2 separate regions of the Ovis aries genome follow, and region 1 is linked to region 2. A link is a contact called in public Hi-C data. All regions are on one chromosome and are shown on one strand. Each heading gives the region's core, a stretch centred on a gene start, on an enhancer-like site or on the middle of the called end of the contact. The rest is flanking DNA. Distances are from core to core; before and after follow the strand shown. Region 1 holds the start of MSX2 (msh homeobox 2). Region 2 has its middle 270 kb from the start of MSX2.

Region 1 (4,030 bases), core at 899-3,398, 270 kb after region 2:
AGTTATTATTTTTTTTTAATTTCTTCTATTTTGTCATTTCCGGCTTCATACTTTACATCGTTTGCCTGGACATCAGGACCAGAGAGTAGGGGAGAGGAACTTAACATATCCTCTCCTAGAAAAGTTCATCAAAAGAGCTCTAGTAGCACTGATTTAAGAAAAAGAAAAAAATCCCAGGAATGAGTCTGCATGTCCCCTAACTGACAAATATTAACAAGGAGGTTTCAAGAACAGTTATCAAACAGTGGCTGGGTACCACCCAACTGAAAACTTTACCATTTGTACATTTTGGCAGCTGAGTACTAAACGAATTTCAGGTTTGCTTCCAAAATATATACCCTGCACCTTGCTTAGCTATCTCTAGAAGGCACGGAACTTAATGTGGATTTACGGTGCGGTATTTGAGATGCATATCAAGTCAACTATCAAGTATGACTCAAGGGGAAAATGCATAAGGCATGTATCTCCAGATAGCTCTCATAATTGTGTGTGTGAATTTTTAAATAACTTTCTCTAAACTTTCAGTTTCTTGATAGTGGTGGGAGAGGGAGGTTTTAGAAGGCTGTGGTTAAGACTTATTTACTTTTAAGCTTTTATTCAAGACCATTTTTAATCAAACTGAGTTAAGTGGACAGTGCAGTGTTTTTATCCTCTAAGTGTCAGTAACACTTATTCTGGTTATCCCAGGCCAGCACAGTTTCAGTCCAGACGGAGGTTTGGGGTGAAGGAAAGTGCTCTAGGAAGTGGATCTAGGGGTCAAGTTTCTCTTGAATATCGAGGTAGCTCCAAGATCTGGTCATTTCACTAACTAAAATCAATGTCCCTTCCTTCCAAAGCTTTGGGAACTATTTAACAAGCATCTGCTGTGTGCAAGTCCCTGAGTTGGGAAACTTCTATTCACCTCATCATCTTTGGGATATAGGAAATCACTCAGATATAGGAAAAGGCAACCATAGCATAGCAGGCATCATTTGAAGCAATAGGTGCTGACCCCGTGGCCTGCAGCAAGGTTGGTCTCTGCACTTTAGAAGCTTCTGTGCTCTCCCCTTTCCCATACTGAGACAGTCATCACTAAGGCTTTGAGATGTAATTACCCAGGGTATAATTTCAAGTAGGGTGGGGATATCTATACTTTTTTTTTTTTTTTTTAGCTAGGTGCAATGAATAAAAATGTGCTTCCCTAAAAGATACACAGGCTGGGGTGTGCAAACTTGGCACCCAATATTTATGAGATTTGCGGGGGGTGGGGGTGGGGGTGGTTGGGAAGCACTCGATATTATCTATGCCTTTTCCTCCCTCCTCCTCCTTGAAGGCAAACACTGGCACCTAAACACACATGACAAGCACAGGCTCAAACAAACTCATAAACACACAACGCACGCAGTCTTGAGAAAAAGGTCAGATCCGGATTTCTTCCAGTGAAGAGATTCAGGGAAAAGAAAACTCCAGGATTTCAGAGTTTCTAAGAGTGCGCTGGTTTTGAGTGTAAGAGATGGAAAGCTCTGCTTTAAATTTTCCAGCTACTTGGGAGAGGGTTGTCGTGACCACCAACCTCTCTGACTCCCTCCGGCCCTTCTCCTAGGGGAGTTACAGTAATAGCAAACGCTGATGGGCACTTGCTAAGCGAAATATCTGCTCTTATAAGCGCCATGCATGTAGTATTTCCTTTAACAGGGATGCTGGCCCTTGCTTTCAGTGCTGACCCCGAAAACTGTTAAGTAGCCCAGTTTCGGCCCATAGTAGGAGCTTCATCAAAGTTTTTTGCAATGTCAGTTGCAGATTTTAAACGCGTTCTGGAGCGGAGAACCTTTTTAAAAGAGGGGTCAAAAGAGAGAAGAAATGGGACTCGGCGAACTTCCTCTTTAAATAATCGGCCTTAATTACGCCTTAGACTTTTCAGTTTTGGCGTGATTATAACCCTTGAGGGATCGCCTAATAACAACTCTGCTGACTGCTCCTGTAATTAACTCCTAATTTATTTCAAACAGAAAAAAATAAAAAAAGTCCCAGCCTCTTCCGGAAGAACCAATCGGAGGCTAGCATCCGTGGCGTCAGCGCCAGGGCGAGCGCGGATTGGCTGAGCCCAGTCTCTCACTTCCCCTTGGAGGAAAGGCACGGCTCCAGGCGCGCCCCTCCTGTCTCCCCCCCAAAAAAGTTTGAGTCGCAGCTGCCGGGTTGCCAGCGGAGTCGCGCGCCCGGAGCTACGTAGGGCAGAGAAGTCATGGCTTCTCCGTCCAAAGGCAATGACCTGTTTTCGTCTGATGAGGAGGGCCCAGCGATGGTGGCCGGACCGGGCCCGGGGCCTGGGGGCGCCGAAGGGGCAGCGGAGGAACGCCGCGTCAAGGTCTCCAGCCTGCCCTTCAGTGTGGAGGCGCTCATGTCGGACAAGAAGCCGCCCAAGGAGACGTCCCCGCGGCCAGCCGAAAGCGCCTCCGCCGGGGCCACCCTGCGGCCGCTTCTGCTGCCTGGCCACGGCGTCCGGGAAGCTCACAGCCCCGGGCCGCTGGTCAAACCCTTCGAGACCGCCTCGGTCAAGTCGGAAAATTCAGAAGACGGAGCGGCGTGGATGCAGGAACCGGGCAGATACTCGCCGCCGCCAAGTGAGTGCCTGCGGGAGCCGGGACCAGGAGTAGGTGGGGTGCGCGGGGTACCGGGGGGGGGGAACTAGGGGCCAGTATTCCAAGCTATGGTACGGAGGCCCCTCTGTACTATGCGCCCCCTAAAGCAAACATTGCAAGGTCTTGGCCCCTTAATATCCCCAGAGTCCAGCGGCATCTAAGACACCTTCTGGGTGATAGCCGCGCAGCGCGTGTTCGGGATCCCCCAGCTACACAAAGTGTTCTATACGATTGCCAACTCCCTGGTCTTTGAAGGGCGAACCCAGCTGCGTTGGCTGGGGTCGCTCGGTTGTCGTTTTCTCTAGCCCACAGCCCTGCGCTCAGGCCACTTCGCTTTTTCTCACTGTCCATCGAGGTTTCTGTCTAGGGAGTGAAGAAGGATTCTCGTTTAATGTGCACCCGAATATATGCCAGGCAGAAGCGGAGTGCCTTACTGTATTTCAAAGTTCACAACCCTGCGAGGTGTGCCCTCATTTTAAAGATGAGCTCGTTAAAATCTAATCGGACTTTGGGGTAGCAGTGATCATCTTCCGATGGTCCCTGGGGAATCGAAGCACGATCCCTCGGAGGGATGGCGGCAGAGACCTATGCGGCGAGGAAGTATCTCCCGACGGCCGGCACGTCGCTTCGCTGGGAGCGGGCTGCGGTCAGCGGCGTGGGGCTCCGCTTGGCTCAGAGTAATAATTAACAGCATTCCAGCAGCGCTTGAGTTTACCAAGTGATACTTACTAGTTCACCAGATCCCGGTCATCGCTGGAACCTCGAAGTGCGGGGAGAAGCCCGGGACCTGTGGTTATCTCAGTTTTCAGACACCCAGACTTTGAGGATTGAACTTGCTTGGGCCAGGTCACCAACAGTGGCAGAATTGGGCAAGGGGCCCTGGTGTCCTAGCCCTGGCCGCCTTTGATCCTTCTACCCAGAGAGACCAAGGAGAGGCTGAAACACCTGCGCCCCGCTTCCTGCCAATAAGGAAGAACAGAGAGGCCCAGGAGAGCTGATTTCTCTGCCAGCATTTACATCTATTTTGGGGCCTTGGGTATTTTTTGCAGTTTGGACAAACCATTCATTTCTTATAGCTCCTTTTACTTATATCTCCTGACCTTTAAGATTGCTCTGCCCGCACTGTACCTCTAGGAAAAGCGAGAGAGAAGGGGCCTGCGGAGGGATTTTTTTTTCCCAAAGCTGGGAGCATCACATTTTACTCTATTTCCATCAGCTGAGAAAACTCAGAAACAAAGAATTTTGTGAACAGAACAAGGCCATATAACCAGACATCAGTGGCGGTCCCCTTTGGCGTCTTTCTCCACCCTGTTAGAAACTCCAAAAGATTCAAAGGGCGTGGAGGTTAAGGACTCAAAGAATTTAAACTCAAGTTTGCACAGTGCTTTATAGCACTTTTCACCATATTATCT
Region 2 (4,007 bases), core at 1,247-3,746:
AGCTTTAGCAAAGAAGCAGCTAAAAGAAACTGGAGGTCTCCCAGGCCCTGCTGGAGAGCAGGCACACCAGGTCAGGATTCATCATTTGGGTTGTGGTTGCTAATTTATTGGCTCATGGAAGGTCAATCTGATCCCCACTTTCTCACTGTCTCATATGCTGCTGCTGCTGCTAAGTCGCTTCAGTCATGTCCGACTCTGTGCGACCCCATAGACGGCAGCCCACCAGGCTCCCCCGTCCCTGGGATTCTCCAGGCAAGAACACTGGAGTGGATTGCCAGTTCCTTCTCCAGTGCATGAAAGTGAAAAGTGAAAGTGAAGTCACTCAGTCGTGTCCGACTCTTAGCGACCCCATGGACTGCAGCCCACCAGGCTGCTCCGTCCATGGGATTTTCTAGGCAAGAGTACTGGAGTGGGGTGCCATTGCCTCATATAAGGCAGGCATGACGCCTCTTACACTGCCCTCCCTGGGGAGGAAGAAAAGCTGGGCAGATGTTCTGAAACCCCCTCGTTGCTTTTAGGCGGTCCATTGCATGTGTTGGCAGAGCCTCTTGGACACCAGAGGGCGCTGTGGCACCAGCTCATTCCCTAAAGGCCCCTTTCCCCAAAGATGCCAGGATCCAGAGCAGTGGAGTTCTGAAGGTCTGGCAACCACAGCCAACAGACACAAGGTTGGAAATGATCCAAAAAATGGGAACTATGTGTTTTTACTCACTCCGAGTTGTCACTGATGGTTCACCAGCTTTTCTGGAGGGAAGAAAATAAAAAGAGTTACTACTATGTTACCTGTATGGAGAGATTTAAAGACCTGTTCTGATTTCAGACAAGTTCAGAATTTGAAATAAATAAACAAACGAATAAATAAATTCCTCGGAAACAAGGAAGTGAGGTAGTAACTGTTGGGGAAAATTCTACAAGATCTATGCAGAGGCCTGTTTGCAGGTTATAGCCAGAGTAGGGACTCACATGCCAGGCAGGAAATTCCAAGTGCCCAGGAAATAGCCACAGACACGATCAGACTGGATCTCAGGCTGGGTGTCAGCAAAGGAGATGAGGGCTTCCCTGATGGCACAGATGGAAAAGAATCTGCCTCAATGCCAGAGACCCAGGGTTGATCCCAGGGTCAGGAAGATCCCCTGGAGAAGGGAATGGCTACCCACTCCAGTATTCTTACCTGGAGAATCCCATGGACAGAGGAGCATGGAGGGCCATAGTCCACGGGATTTCAAAGAGTCAAACACGACTGAGCAACTAACACTTTCATTTTCATCAGCAAACGAGACCAACCTCTTCACTTGAGGGGAAGCTTCAGGGATAATTGTCAGTAGTTATTAAGCACTTACTGTTAGCTAAGTGAGTTAAATGGTTTACATGGATTATCTCATTTCTCTTCAACAAAACCCTTCAAGATAAAGATGATAACTTGGATCAAGAAACTTCAGCTAAGAAAGGCTGAGTGCAGCTAATTATCTGGTGAGCAGTGATGCAAGATTTGAACCTGTCTCCAAGAAGGTGCCCAGGCTCACAGGTCTCACCGCTTGTCCTTTCCAGCCCAGTTCCCAGCTGTGTCCAGCAGCAGGTGGCCAGGGCTCTACTCACCCTGACACCCCTAAAGACAGTAAGGATCACAGACCAGCACAGATGGCCAGCTTAGAATTCGCTACAGGCTGGAGATGGGAGGGCATGATTTACAAGCAGATGAACTATTTCTGTGCAGAAATCAAATAAAATAAGTTTTCCACGACAGGCTTATTTCAGATATTCTGTCATCTGCTGTAGGAGGATGCATAAATGATGCGTCGAGTGATGCTCCCAATTTTCAGTCGGCAGATTATGAAACTGAAGGACATTTTCGGCAGAATTGAGCCTCTAGAGATGGGAGCCTCAAGTATAATACAGGCTTGGCAATGATCACATCAGCCAGGTTTTATGAGATAATGAATGAAAATGCTATTGAAATCAGGAAGCAGCATAAAAAAGAAAGAGAACTGTACGTGATCCAGATCAAAAGCACCCCTCTCTCTACCTCTCTTTCTCTCTCTCTTCTCTGTTTCTCTCTCTCTCTTCTCTTTTTCTCTCTTCTCTTTCTCTCTCTCTCTTCTCTGTTTCTCTCTCTCTCTCTTCTCTTTCTCTCTCTTCTCTTTCTCTCTCTCTCTCTTCTCTCTTTCTTTCTCTCTCTACCTCTCTTTCTCTCTCTCTCTTCTCTCTTATAAGAACACCACCTCCCTTCCCAGGGCTTCCCTGGTGGCTCAGACAGTAAAGAATCTGCCTGCAACTCAGGACACCTGGGTTCAATCCCTGGGTTGGGAAGATCCCCTGGAGAAGAGAATGGTAACCCCCTCCAGTAATCTTGCCTGGAGAATTCCATGGACAGAGGAGCCCAGCAGTCTACAGTCCATGGGGTCACAAGGAGCTGGACACGCCTGAGTGACTAACACACACACTTTCCCTTCCCATAGAGAAGACTCATGACACATTGCAAACAAGCATGACCCGAGTCACAACTGGCTTCAAAGCTCTGCCCCACTGCTTACTCATTGTGTAGCCTTGAACGAGCAGCTTCACCTCCCTGAGCCTCAGTTTCTTTGTCTTTTGAATGGGAATAATAACAATCAGACCTCACAGAGTAGATAATAACAATGACTGTACACGTTTACCACGTGTTGCAAGCCAGGAATTTGTGCCCAGTGCTTTACACAGTTCAGCACGTCACGTCTTCCCAACAGACAACTGGGCAACAACTGCCATCATCCCCTGATTTATCAGTAGGAGGATAGGCCCAGAGGGAGCACTGCTCACAAGTTCCAGGGAGGAATTCAAACTGGAGTTTATCAGCCCTTAGGGCTTAGAACTTAAATGCTCCTAACTGGTCACAGGAGCCAGTGATTACATCTGAGAAGGGGCTGGAGAAACAAGACCTCTGACAAATGATGTCATAGAACCTCACGGGTAATCTAATGGCACACAGTGGGTTTTGTTAAAGAAGAGAAGAGAAGGAAGAGATTTTCTGGGTTCTTTTTTTTCATTGTCTATCTTTACCTGCTCTTTGGACAGGACTTTGTAGCTCCCAAAGCAGTCCCCATACACAGTCTCTTTTGATTCTGATGCTAATCAAATGAGGAGCACAACACAGGTTTCATCATCTCATTTTACGGAAGATAAAATGGGTCCTAGGACCTAACAACTGGATAAAGGCCCCACTAGTGACAAAAGCTCAGGTACAATTTCACAGGGTTAGAAGATCATGAACAAGGATTTGGCATATTGACCGGCATATAGCAAGTGCTCAATAAATTCCTGCAGGATCTGACAGGCTTTAAAAAGCCTTCCTGGACCATACTCGTTCCCTCTTCCCCCAAGCATGGATCTGCTTCTATGTGGCACATGGCAGCTACGGTGCAGAGTGGAGTTTTGGGATAACATGGAGCAGTCAGTGAAAAATTGGGGGTGGTCTGAACATCGTCAGAGTTGGTTGGACAGGCCTGCAAGAGGCCAGATGACTGATTCTCCCAGTCCCTTTGGAAAACTTTAGAGCAGGAAATAATCGAGAGATGGTCCAGTCCAGTGTCTTCCAGCTCTTCACTGCTGCATCCGGAGAAGGCCGGCCATATCTGAAAGCCACCTGCACTGCTATTTATTTAGTGTTTGCTTGAAATAAACTCATTTTTAAATTTACATGGATGTATTGAAATACACGATATATAATAAATTATATGTTAAAACATAGTTATATGTTTTATAATAAATTATATGTTAAAAGAGGAGAGTGAAAAAGCTGGCTTATAACTCAACATTCAAAAAACAAAGATCATGGCATCTGGTCCCATCACTTCATGGCAAATAGAGGGGGAAAGAATGGAAACAATGAAAGTCTTTGTTTTCTTGGGCTCCAGAATCACTGCAGATGGTGACTGCAGCCTTGAAATTAAAAGATGCTTGCTCCTTGGAAGAAAAGCTATGACAAACCTAGACAGCATATTAAAAAGCAGAGACATTACTTTGACAATGAA

The links. Hi-C and Micro-C count contacts between places; a contact is called where the count stands out from the background.
Region 1: a contact with region 2 is called in a Hi-C map of mixed tissues, with 3 times the contacts expected there. The contact joins the promoter of MSX2 here to the enhancer-like site in region 2. A contact is called at or near these places in 2 of 16 Hi-C or Micro-C datasets (liver and mixed tissues).

Annotation. Positions count from the first base shown.
Region 1 is chr16:6,620,550-6,624,579 of ARS-UI_Ramb_v3.0, forward strand. It overlaps MSX2 (msh homeobox 2), which reads left to right and starts at 2,149. Exons shown (of 2, transcript XM_027979998.2): 1 at 2,149-2,600. The coding sequence starts at 2,222.
Region 2 is chr16:6,350,880-6,354,886 of ARS-UI_Ramb_v3.0, forward strand. No RefSeq gene overlaps it. Among named protein-coding and RNA genes, the nearest start is that of MSX2, 270 kb to the right of the region's middle. Within about 2 kb of position 2,497, at least 3 of the 54 cell types and tissues checked have an H3K27ac peak or open chromatin away from gene starts, as enhancers often do.